Regions from separate parts of the Mus musculus genome. Here region 1 is linked to region 2. Evidence: chromatin contacts called from public HiChIP or PLAC-seq data. All regions are on one chromosome and are shown on one strand. The core of a region is the stretch at or near the end of the contact, and the rest is flanking DNA. Distances in the headings are between cores, read along the strand shown. Region 1 has its middle 13 kb from the start of Cyb5r2. Region 2 has its middle 31 kb from the start of Syt9.

Region 1 (3,459 bases), core at 527-3,026, 430 kb after region 2:
TCCCCAAAGCATCATTTAGCATCTGTCTCTGGGTACCATTATGTAACCATCCTTTCAGGAACAAAGCTTGGGAAAAAGACATAGTTCTGATGGTTCTGACAACTTGTCAGATCATCTTGCAGGAAAAACTGGAACTAAGACAATGACATGCCTGTGCCACACCTTGACCAAGTCTGCTTTAGTTACACATACCTCTTGTCTTCTTTTTTAATGTTAGCCTCATGTCAGGAGCCTGAACCAAAGATGGGCCTCACAGTTTGTCTTCCTGGTGTGGCCACATTCATTACTAATGGTTTCTTCAATTGGTCTGTTGAAGGTGGGTAGTTAAGCCTAGGTTGTTAAAGCTGAGAACACCCAGGCTCTGATCCTAAGAACTCTGATACAAAGCCATCAGATGAAAATCAAAGTCAACTCCAGTCAGAAAAGCAGGTAGGCTAAGTTCAGACCTTCACCTCTCCCTCTGCTCCTCCAAATCAAATCCCCCATTCTCATTCCCAGCTCTACAATGGGACACCTACTGCAGCCTCCTTTCTCCTTCTGCCCCCATGTCCAGTGTATCCCACAGATCTTCCCTCCTAACCACTCTCCCCCCATGCATTGCTTTATCCAAATACCCAACTCCAGTAGGCACTCCTTGCCAACACTGGCTACTCCTGCCAGAGAAACTGTTAGGCTAACTGCAGATCCTCACATCTCGCTCCATTTCTCCAAGTCCAATTCCCCATCTCTACATCAGAATTCCTATAACAATCTTCCCCCACCTCATCTCTAGTGGATCCCACAGATCTTCCTCTCCTAACCTTCCTCCCCAACTCTTTGCTTTATCCCATCCCACAACTCCAGCAGGCGTTCCCTGAAGACACATTGGCAGCTCCTGCCAGGGAAGCAGGTATAAAAACTTCATACTCTCACCTCTCTCTTCATTCCTCCAAAGCAATTCCCCTTGTCTCATCCTCTACAACAGAACATCTGCTTTGGCCTCCCTTTCCTCTGCGCCACCCCAGCTGGTCCCACAGAGCTTTCTCATTTAATCTCTCACTCCCCTTGTATTACTTTATCCCAGCTTCCAAATCCTTGATTTCTGTTTCTTCTCTGGAGTTTAGAAGACAATTATGGTTGTGTGTTGCACATAGGGAAATATTCTCTTGACAGTTGTGACCATTGGGAGTTCCAGGTTAAATGCATTTATGGGTATTGGGACCTGAGACTTAGATATGGGGATGGCCTGAGCATGGTTAAGGGGCTTTGTAAGAGGGAGGAATTTGTTGTTTCATCAGGATCTGCTTAGCCAGTACTCTGGGAATGGGGGGTGGGGGAGGGTAGGGAATGCTGAAAGTGCATAGTGGAAAGTCTATTAAAGAGCTGGAATGATACTGGGGCGTTGGACTTGGAGGAGGAAGGGAGGGGGAGATGAGAATCTGCAGTCACCCTGAACACGAGTCTGTAGAGTATCACGTGCACTTATACCATGGCGAGAGACAAGTTCTTCCCTCAGGGTAGAAGTCTCCAAGATTTCTGTTGAAAACTGTGGAGAGAAAGGTTAGGGCTCCTTTGGTGGACACGGTGGGAAGGAAGACCAATGACTCAGCAAACACATTCTTTTCGTCTTGTTGCCATGGAGATACAGGCTGAAATGTTCACAAGGGCATGAATGCACGTGGAAATATATGGATGTTAGTCTGTCCTCAGCCTGGGATCTAGGTGATTGTCCCTTAAGTGGTGTGGTAAGCCAGGCATGGTAGCTTATGCATGTGATACCAGCATTCATTAGGTGGAGGCAGAAGAATTTCAAGACAAGGCCAGGTTGGAGCACATAGTGAGTTTTAGGACAGCCTATGTTACATAATAAGACCCTGCTTCAAGAAAACCAAAACAAGGGTGGGTGAGATGGCTCAGTGGTGAAAGATGTTGGCTACCAGGCCAGGTAACCTGAGTATAATCCCTGGGATCCGCATGGTAAAAGAAGAGAATCGAATCCTACAAGTTTTTCTCTGATGGTGATATATGCCAGGGCACACGTTTTTCTCTCTTATACTCTGTCTCTGTGTTGTTCTCTCTCTCTTTCATATGCATGCATCTGCATGCACACAGAAACACAAACGTGGTGGATAGCTCTGGGGCTAATTATATTTGATGTTAATTCCATTCTCCTGTGAGTGGCTTTGAACAAGGAATGAGTCACCACTCAGGTGATTTCCTGTAAACCTGCTTCCCACCTTAATTTGTAAAATAAAGGAGAGCTGAGGATTGGGTAGATAGAAGGGAAGGTGGGGCAGAAGGTGAGAGGGAGAGAAGAAGGAGAAAATGGAAAAGAGAGAGGACACAGAGGAAGAGGAAGAAGAAGAAAAGCAGAGCAGAAGCACGTGGCCTGGAGAAACTGCAAGTTCTAAGGGTTCTCATAGATGCGGAAGATGGTAGTATAGCTATACATCTGCCCAATCAAGGCACACAGCATGTATTCATATAAACTGTGTTGTGTTTTCATTGCTGGGGCATAATTAGGTTGGAGAGATTTACTGCAACACAAACTAGGTAAACAAATGTAATAAAAATTAAAACAAACAAACAAAAATTAAAATCAAAACTGAAGACAAAATGGTACGGTATATCTAGGAGACTGAGGGGGTTGTACACTTGGCAGAAATACTTATGTCAGAGCTTCCTGATTGCAAACAGGACCAGGCAAGCTTTTCTAATGATTCTGGGGTTTGTGGGTCTTCAACCTTGATATATAACGTATAGACTGAATATTGTGATATATTTTATCTGCTAACTTAGCTCCTTAATCTGTATGTTAATTATTGTGGTAAGGACTGAGGAGAGATGAATAATGTGGGGTATATTGATTAGACCTCACTTTCCCAAGTAAGATGAGATCCTCAGAGTCTGTGAAGCTGTCCATCTTGGTCCTTGTTCTATACATGGCCAATACTAATGCAGAAGCAAGAGGAAAACCGAAGTCCTGAAATTAGAAATGGAGGACATGCCTCTTATTTCACACCAGAAGCAGCGTTTCTAAACATCAAGACAAAGCTTTTTACACAGGAACATTCATTTACTTCTTAAGAGAATTTTCTTTAAATGACTTAGAATGTTCTCTACAGATACAGAACTTTTTTTTTTTTTTTTTTTTGAGATAGGGGTCTCTGTGTAGCCTTGTCTAGCCTGAACCACCTACATCTTCCTTCCAAATGATGGGATCAAACAACACCACACTTGGCAAGATGATTCTTAGTCATCACAGCCAGTCTATCCGGAAAAGACCTTTTCAAGCTACCAGATGACTTTTCCTTGCCCCCAGAAGTGTTGGGAGAGAGCAGAAATACCAGGTTTTCTAGTAGATACTTACTTCAAAAGTGAAGCCATCACCTACTTCTCTTCATACTATCCCTGTGGTGAAGGGAATACAATACCTCAGTGTGCTTTAGAGGTAAAAATGGGATTTTTGAGCCATTATAG
Region 2 (3,750 bases), core at 348-2,847:
GAAGGAAGGAAGGAAGAAGTCAAGTTAACCATGTTATGAAGAAAAAAAAAAAAGCCTAAAAACAACTCTTTTCTGAGTTGTACAGGAAAGGATGTTCCAAACAGATCAACAGGAATAAGACACAGTGATACAAGATGCATGATAAAATCTGGAACATTCTGAATTTATGAAGCGTCTGATGTGTCTGCGAAAGACAGAGCTTTGAGGGCTGGGCAGCAGCCAGACCATGAGGTGTTTTAATGCCATGACAAAGACTTTGAACGTTATCCAGAAGGCAATCGGAACTTGAAGGCTTTTAAGGAAGAAGCAATAAGATTTAGACATGGGTTTTAAGCAGATCACTCCAGCATCAGTGTGGGAAATGAGAGGGGGAGGGGAAATGGAGTGAGGGAACCCATTAGGAAGCTATTAAAAAGGTTTGGGTGAGAATTTATGAGGCATAGCTAGAGTCAGTAGCCATGTGGGGAGGGATCCGGAAAGCTTCTTCTCAAGTGGGATAAACAAAGTTGCTCTTTGACTCTAGGATGAGGTGGATCATCTCTCTAGTCTTATCAGTTTAGGCTACTTAATACTATACTGATTTAGAAATAGGCAGAAGACAGAAATCTAGAATCTCAGACCTAAGAACAAAAGTTAAACAAAATTATAAAGGAAACACGAAGTAAAAATAAAAGGTGGAGAATGAGGAGAGGGGAGATTTAAAGTATTGAAATTCTGATACTAGTAGTGTCAAAATGTTGGCAACTAAAAAGTGCCCCTTGTGCTGGGGAATTCTCTCAGTAGTTAAGAGCACTGGCTGCTCTTTCAGATCAATAGGAATAAGACACGGCAGTACGAGAAGCTTGATAGAATCTGGAACATTCTGAATGTATGACACATCTGATGTGTCTACAAAAGTAGAAGCTCTGGGCCTGGAATGATGACTCAGCGGTTAAGAGCACTGACTGCTCTTCCATGATTTCAAATCCAATCCCAACAACCACATAGTGGCTCACAACCACCGTAATGAGATCTGACACCCTTTTTGGGTGTGTTTGAAGACAGCTACACAGTGTACTTATAATACTTACATATAATAAATAAATCTAAAAAAAAAAGTGGAAGCTCTGAGAGCTGGGCAGCAGCGGGACCATCAGGTATTTTATTGCCATGACAACTGGATTCCATTTTCTAGCACCCACTTGGAGTCTCACTGTCACCAAGGGATCTAGTGCTCTCTTCTGGCCTCTACAAGCACCAGGCATGAATGTAGTGCACAGACACACACGTATATGTGCACATGCACAGACACATAAATACTCTTGAACATAAAATAAAATAAATCTTAAAGGCTTAATTAAAGGACAGGATAGCCTCAGGATGTGAGGAGTTCTTCCCTTAGAACTGCATTTGGCTTTGACTAGTTGCCTTTTGAACTGGTTTAGAGGAAGTACTCAAGACCAGAAGGAAGTCTCTGAGAACAAAAGGTGTGATTGGTTTTCTTTGCAAGACAATAGCACCACATTCCTGAAAAAGGGAGGAAAACAGTGAGCCACTCCTGTCCCCACCGAGGGGATGGAGGCAAAAGATGGAGTCTCTCATTGTTGCAGTGAGCCCATTGACCTCTGCTAAAGGATAGGTGGAAACCTAGCACAGTAGCACACTCCTGTGATCCCAGCCCTGCGGGTAGAGGCAGGAAGGTCAGGGGTGCAAAGCTAGCTAGCCTCTCTTACATGGTGTCACTTACATGGAGTTTAAAGCCAGTGTGGTCTATGTGAGACTCGGTACTTAAACAAGCAAACAAATAACAAAAAATAGATGAGAAAGTCTAAGCAACTGAACAGGCTTGAGAAGGGTGACTTCTAGAGAGAAAGATGGTGTTAGATGCTGGCGTATCCTCCAGATCCTCCATGTAGGAAAAGGGTCCTCATTTTTCTTACTCCAGAAAGGCTAAAATGCAGGTTGTTCATGGCAAAGTCCCTTACCAGAAATTGTTAGTATGAGAAGTTATGTTTCTTCCCCACTGCAGCCTGCCCTTAGTCACTGGTCAGTGAAGGACAGTCAGGGTCCAGCCTCCAAGTCTTACTTCAGGATACCTTCTAAGGGCCATTCCAACTTCTTTGCATGATGGAGTCTCACATCCAACCTTTCCTTGGCAGATTCTGGTGTCCTTAGGGCTTCTTGAGTTTATTCCCAAAATAGATCAGGAGTTCAAGGACGGACTCAGAGGTCTTTTATAAACCTCCTGCACTAGATCTAATCTACAAAGTGTTTCAGAGGCACTCAGCATAAGGGGCTTGGGATGGTTAGGGGATTTTGTCATTGTTTTGTTTGTTTGGGGGTTTTTTGGTTTGTTCTTTGTTGTTGGTTTTTTTGTTTTGTTTTGTTTTCTTTTTTGCTTTTGCTTTGTTTTTCTCAGCTTGAAATAAATAGGGTCATCTGGGAAGAAGGAACTTCAACTGAAAAACAAACAAACGAACAAACACACCAGATTTGCCTGTAGGCAAGTCTATGGGAGCATTTTCTTGATTTACAGTTGATGCGGGAGGACTCAGCGTAGGGTGCATGGTGCTGCCCCTGGGCAGGTAGCCCTTGTGCATAAACAAAAGCAAGCCGAGTAAACTGAACACCAAGCCAGGAAGCAGTGTTCCTCCATGGCTTCTGCTTCAGGTCGCACTTGAGCTCAGTGTCCCAACTTTGCTCCTGCATTACAAACTGTGATGTGGACATAGAAACCAAATAAATAAACCGTTTCCTCCTCAAGTTTCTTTTAGTCATGGCCTTTAGCACAGCAATAAAAAGCAAACTAATAGAGGAGTGAGTGAATACATAGATTATTATTTTACACGTGTTCTTAGCCAAAAAGCTGAGAAGTCATATTGGAATCCTTGTTAGTTCATCAGATTTAGATCTATCTACAGAAACTTGATTACATCATTTGTGGGACTGATCAAAAGGCTCCAAAATAAAAAGTTAATTCAAGCCTTACCTCTTAATCAGCTGTTAGTGTTTCTGTACCTAAGTTCTCCATCCCACATGTTAGTGAGATTCCACAGGGACCCCAGTGCCCCAACTCATTTCCAGATGGCTTGGTTGCCCTGGATCTCAACCCTTCATGATCATCTTATGAAAGCAAGTTTCAACCTATTTGGAGTTCTATTTATGACTCTCTGCTTCTTGCCTCTAGCTATCTGGATGGTCTGGGCAGTTCTACAGTAGCTTCCCTTCTCTTTGAATCAAAATTCAAAGGTTAATAAATGCCTTCATATCTCCCAGCGAAGATAAGGCTTCACTGAAATTAGAAATCTCTCCTGGACACTGACACCTCTATCTGAGTTTCAGTTGGAGAATAAATTGGATGAGAAGAAAGCATGGGGCCAGCCGGGGAAGGAGGAAAATTCCCAGAGGTCTGACAAGCTTTAGTTTGAATGCAAGTCCCCCAGTACTGGGAGGAAAGCAAATTACTCTAGTAAGAAATGATTGCTTGGGGGGCTATTAACAAGATATGACCTGAGATGCAATGCTTCCCCCGGGTCATAAAGACGAGTATATATGGAGCTGATCATTAGAAAAATGATTAAGACTATTATTAACGCATTACTCAATTACTTATTAATTACTTTAAAATGTGGCTAGAAGTGAGGCAATTAGGAGTTCACAGTAGTAATTGGTATTTGGAATCACAGAGGGTGAATTGATGAGCGCCAGCTGCTCTGACATTTTGCCTGGCGACCAGCTACCAAGGAAGCAGGCTGCAGAGCAATAGTCTGT

The links. HiChIP or PLAC-seq counts read pairs in DNA pulled down with a chosen protein or histone mark.
Region 1: a contact with region 2 is called in an H3K27ac HiChIP or PLAC-seq map of embryonic stem cells, with 17 read pairs. The contact joins two enhancer-like sites. A contact is called at or near these places in 2 of 39 promoter capture datasets (cranial neural crest and liver) and 4 of 115 datasets of contacts at active chromatin or transcription factors (all in embryonic stem cells).

The regions. Positions count from the first base shown.
Region 1 is chr7:107,769,410-107,772,868 of GRCm38.p6, forward strand. No RefSeq gene overlaps it. Among named protein-coding and RNA genes, the nearest start is that of Cyb5r2, 13 kb to the left of the region's middle. Within about 2 kb of position 1,777, at least 8 of the 459 cell types and tissues checked have an H3K27ac peak or open chromatin away from gene starts, as enhancers often do. A contact at or near this core is called in embryonic stem cells, where this site is marked.
Region 2 is chr7:107,338,249-107,341,998 of GRCm38.p6, forward strand. No RefSeq gene overlaps it. Among named protein-coding and RNA genes, the nearest start is that of Syt9, 31 kb to the right of the region's middle. Within about 2 kb of position 1,598, at least 18 of the 459 cell types and tissues checked have an H3K27ac peak or open chromatin away from gene starts, as enhancers often do. A contact at or near this core is called in embryonic stem cells, where this site is marked.